Linked DNA regions of Zea mays: region 1 is linked to region 2. Evidence: chromatin contacts called from public Hi-C data. All regions are on one chromosome and are shown on one strand. Each heading gives the region's core, a stretch centred on a gene start, on an enhancer-like site or on the middle of the called end of the contact. The rest is flanking DNA. Distances are from core to core; before and after follow the strand shown.

Region 1 (2,700 bases), core at 25-2,524, 140 kb before region 2:
TAAGCCGACGTCAGCCATGCGTGAAAACAGTTCATATGTTTGTTCATTCTGACCCACTTTAGCATATGCAGCAATTAAAGTGTTATAGGTGACAATGTCAGGCTTCAATCCATCCTCCTGCATCAAGTCAAAAACATCCCAAGCTTTGTCCATCCTCCCCTCTCTGGTATATGATTGAACTAACTCATTCCACACATTGACATTCTTCTCCTGAATGGTGGAAAAGACAACTCTCGCATCATCAAATTCTCCGCACTCAGAGTACAAGCTAATCAAAGATGCTCCAACATACACATTGATCTTGATTCCACACCGCAAAACATAAGAATGCAGCTGCTTTCCAATGCCTAGTGCCTGCAAGCCAGCACAAGCAGGGAGAATACTAGCCACAGTCACCGCATCAGGCCTCTCACTCTCACACATCTCCAGAAAAACCTCCAAAGCCTCTTCATACAGTGCATTCTGCACACAGCCCGAGATGATGCAATTCCAAGAATTGACTCCCGGGTCGACACCTCTTTGCCGCATCTCGTCAAACAGATGCAGAGCAGCAACGAGGTCACCACTTCTTGCAAATCCAGACACCAGCGTGTTCCATGAGATCACGTCCGGGCGAACGCCGCTCTCTTGCATCTCTTCAAACAGGTCGAAGGCCTCTTCCAGCTCCCCAGCGTCGGCGTGCGCGCTGATGAGCGCGGTCCACGCCACGACGTCGCGGTCGGGCAGCGACGCGAACGCGGCGCGGGCGGAGGCCACGTCCCCCAGCGCCGCATACATGGCGACGATCGCGTTCCCGACAACGGGGTCCCCCGCTAGCTCGGCCCCGCCCTTGGCGGCGAGCGCATGCGCGGCGGATGCAAGGCGGGGCGCACCAAGGCCGGCGCAAGCGCGGAGCACCTGCGGGAGGAGGAACCTGTCTGGGGCGGCTCCCGCGGTGAGCATTGACGCAAACGCCTCGCACGCTGCGCCCCAGCGCCGCACGCGGACGCAGGAGCCAATCTCGCGCGCGTAGGAAGCGGCGAGGTCCCGCTCCTGCTCCCGAAAGGGCCGCGCGCGCGCGTGGCGCGGCGGCGCATGCCCCTGGGGCGTGCCGTTGAGAAGCTGGCAGTGGTACACGTAGGTCGATGGGTTATGAAGGGCAGTGCAGCGAGGCGACAAGGCGGTACGCGGGGGATGACGCGGCGACGGGGACGGCGGCGGCATGGTAGCCATGGTTTTTATGGCGTCAGTTCGGCTGAGCTCAGTGACTTTTTCATTTTCGGGTAGCGTACAGGTGAGTGTGTGGACTGTCCAGGATACTAGTTGGGCTTCATGGGCTGAGACAGTTTTGCTTTAAATGAGCCCGCAAGAGTGGCAAAATCTTATTGCGATTATCTTTTCCAGACGGTTTCAACCCCGATAGAAAGTGGACCCACGAATCAACAGAGGTGGAATTATTGATTTGTACTGATCATTTTTTCAACAAATAATGTGATTAAGTCCAAATACACTTTCAATCCTCTTTATATCTACTCCTATAAAGCAACACTGGTTTTTCATCATCGTCTCTTTTAAAAAAAAGTTCTTATACTTATTTCTATCCTAATTCACGGTCCAAACATCTCTACTAGGTTCTACCATTGTCATACATCGTCAAATAATGTGGGGTCGTTATCTTCTAGATGGGCTGTGAGAAAACACTCAAACCCAAAACGACACGAAGTCACACGCAACACAGTGCTCCTAGATAATACCATCTCGCTAGCTTAAGGAGGGCGAGTAGTCGAGCTAGCTAAGGGGCAAATCTTTTCAACTCATACCTCTCTCGACTTTTGGCTAAGATAAAATGCAGTATTTGCAGTTTAATATCTAGTATGTAGACCATATGTCCACTTTAATTTTAAATTTATTTTTTATAGAGAGGATCCACTTTAATTTTATTTTTTTTAAACAAATATGATTGGTATATCGTCGCAACACACGAGTATTGTACTAGTCCACTTTAATTCCTTTGATTTCTAGAATAATTGAATAATCCCAAATTCCTCTTAATCTCCATGGTTCTGAATAAACAGGACCTACTGAAAAAGACAACCATGCGTTATCATTGTTGTTTTTTCTTATACTTTTTTCGCGGTGAAGAGAGAGCTCTATTAGAGCAACTCGAAAAGGATGTTAAAAATTTTACCCCAAAAATTAATTATTAAGAGCTGGCTAAAAAATTTTAAGAGTGAATTATGATGGGTATTCCAACAGTTCCTTTAAATGTGACATGCAACGCAATCTATACAGTCGTCGGGAGACCGTGGATGATCTGATACGTTGAGGAATGGATTGGGGTGGGATGGAACACACCAAAATATAAGGGAGAGGAGGCTATGGATCCGGGACGCTAATTTTTTGGGAGAAGAATGAGAGAGCTGTTGGAGTAAGAAAAACCACTATTCTTGACTAATATCTGTTTTGGAGTTAGTTTACACGTTCTTTTGGAGTTGCTCTTAACTAGTCAAAGTGATGTGCAATTAATATTGATGGACCCTAAATGCGTATACCTCAACCAAACCGCAAAAACTGATAATTTGTCTAGTTAAATTTGCTAATTCATCTGTCAATTGGTACTCTCTTTACTTTTAGGCCTCGTTTGAGGACACTCAAAACCGACCGATTTTCACGGGACAAGCGGCCCACGAGCAAACACTACACGAGATCTCCATATCCGCA
Region 2 (2,700 bases), core at 184-2,683:
CTCAAACGCGATTTTGATTCTAATTCTTTGATCCCTCTCTTTTGAGTCGGTGCAATTCTTACTAGCGAATAATTGTTCTTGGAACATCCTTGTATGATTGTGTTTTTCCGCCTTGGAAGTTGTCAGTACCCTAAAACAGGGGTACCCCTTACTACCGTATAAAGACACAGTACCCACGCGGCTATCTTTAGTCGCGTGGTAAAGGAGCTGTGCGTGGGACCAGACCATGGCTCACCCTAGCCTCGGGCGACTACTCTGGGCCAGCAACAGCACCCGACCCCACCATGTGGACGGCTCCGGGGCCGCCATGTGGCCAGAGAAGATGATATACTCCAAGGTATGAACAGTGAGTCCGGACCCCTATGGGAAAGTGCCGGACCCCTGTATATACAAACCGGGCCTCCGGGTAAGGTCTAGGTCCTCCACGGGCGCAAACCGGACCCCTAGGATGAGTTCCGGACCCCTCTGTGTGGGGTCCGGGCCACTCACAGCAGGGTCCCGGGATTCTGGGACAGAGAATACCTAGGCCTTAATCAAGGCCAGGCGGGGTCCGGAGCCGACACGTGTCCGGACCTTACCGTATATGCTTCTGCTCCCCACTCAGGTGGAGCCCCGATGCTGCCACGCGACATGGTGCACGTGACGTAAGCCAACGGGTGGAGCCTGACGTAAGGCCTTTGGGCTGCATGGCCTCTGCATTTATTGCGGACAAGGCGCGCTGCCTGTCCATTCCACTGGCAGGTGATGTGCCGCCTCGACATTTATTGAGTCATGTCCATTTCGCTGGTAGGCGATGTGCCGCCTCCGCATTTAATGAGTCCTGTCCATTCCGCTGGCAGGCGGTGACCAGTCCGTTCCGTAGGCGGCGTGCCTGTCCATTCCACTGGCAGATGGTACGCCCATACTGTCACGTGCACTACGCTCATCATTACTCGTACGCTACCAAGGAAGCAGCAGCCGCGTATCAATACTGTATGGGCTGCGGACATCAGGGCGCCTGGAGATTGCTCAGGCGTTACTTGCATTAATTACTCCTATAATGTATTCCTTTCATTTTGCTCCTGGGCCCACATGTCGGAGCTCAGCATCCTTGTATGTGCCTCCCTTGAGCTATAAAAGGGAAGATACACAACGTTACAAGACGGACTCTCAGACAAGCTCTCAAGTTCACTCAGACTCAATACAACACACAGACAATGGAGTAGTGTATTACGCTCCGACGACCTGAACCACTCTAAATCCTCGTGTTCACTCGTGTTCATCGACTATCTTGCAGACAGGCAAAACACTTAGACCCACTTCTCAACTTAGGATTTAGGGTGGGTACGTTCCGCCACCCGGCCGGAAAATTTCCTCTCCGACAGAAGTCTTCAAACGACTCTAAAAACAAGATAACAATGATATATATCTAAAGTTATAATTTTTTAATGGTACATATCTATTTTTTTTAAACAAGTCTATCTATACTCAGTTGAATGGCGCAGGCCCGAGCCGCAAGGCACGGCCGGACTCGTGTGCTCACATTCTCACTAGTTTCAAATTTTCATCTGTTAAACCCTACCCACCCGGCGAATCCCTTGACAAATCCAACCAGCTTGCCGGAGGAATACACCGGGAGGTACGTCAAACGGCGGGGAGAGGGAGGAGTAGGTCGCTGAGGGAGGGTTAGAGCTGGGCAAGGCCGTCGCTGTCATGGAGGCGCAGGCGACGGCGACGGTGAAGGAGGCGCTTGCGGCGCTGTACCACCACCCGGACGACGCCATCCGCACCGCCGCGGACCGCTGGCTTCAGGAGTTCCAGCACACGCTCGACGCCTGGCAGGTGTGCGCACGCTTCTCCTTTCGATTCGCTCTCTTCCTGTTCGTGTCCTGAGCTGGGTGAGGGTTGGTTTCTGTATTTAGGGAGTGGGACACTGCTAACTTGGGTCGTCTCAGAGTGAGATTTTCATGCAGTCGTGTGAATTCGGCCTGAACTAGGGTGAATTGTATCACATTTGTGAGTGGTTCTGTAATCTCTGAAGCTAGCTCCATAGGAGAAGGTGGGGATTGCGATTAGATTTTTAGGAGTGGGATTTTGTTCTGACTCCTGTTGACTGGATACTATGTCTGCTATAACTGAGGCTGCTGGTAGGATGTCTAACGCAGGATGGTTTTGGTCTCAATCAGCCCGATTGGTTAACCACACCATTTTATCCTGGATCACCGCATGCGTTGACTTTATTTGAGATTATATTTGGTTGCTTGCACGTGGGAGTCACAGCCTGTATGGCTGGATGCAAAATAAGCCATTTTGATGCTATTAACTTGCATCCACCCATACGCTCAAAATTATCGTATCTGGCTGGCCAGAGCGGTGCCAGCCTGCGCATGGACGCGCAGCCATCCAATCAGGCTGAATTTTGTCTCAGTCGGTATGCATTAATTTGGAAAACTCAAAGACTGGATCTTTTAGGTACATTTAACTTTCCAACCCTGTCAGTTTTTTTCTAGATTAGGGTTACTACTTTCTAGTGATTGCTGATGACACAAATCTACAAGTTGAGCTTCATTCAAGTGTCTTTTATAGGACTTCTATGCGAGCTCGATGTGATGCCAGTATGCCACTGACTGGTTCTACTTAGTCATCTCCTGTAATTGGAGGTTGTGGCATGTAACGTGTTGCTGTGGCTACCCAGGCCTTTGAATGGACTGCTGTTAGGAA

What was found. A called contact is a pair of places that touch in the nucleus more often than the background predicts.
Region 1: a Hi-C map of root tip shows a contact between it and region 2, with 2.7 times the contacts expected there. The contact joins the promoter of LOC103626169 here to the promoter of LOC103626170 in region 2. A contact is called at or near these places in 6 of 25 Hi-C or Micro-C datasets (endosperm, leaf, root tip and 1 more).

The regions. Positions count from the first base shown.
Region 1 is chr5:30,321,048-30,323,747 of Zm-B73-REFERENCE-NAM-5.0, reverse strand. It overlaps LOC103626169 (pentatricopeptide repeat-containing protein At5g04780, mitochondrial), which reads right to left and starts at 1,274. Exons shown (of 1, transcript XM_008646563.3): 1 at 1-1,274. The coding sequence starts at 1,212. It also overlaps the pseudogene LOC111589358.
Region 2 is chr5:30,179,529-30,182,228 of Zm-B73-REFERENCE-NAM-5.0, reverse strand. LOC103626170 (transportin MOS14) reads left to right here and starts at 1,433. Exons shown (of 27, transcript XM_008646564.3): 1 at 1,433-1,821. The coding sequence starts at 1,693.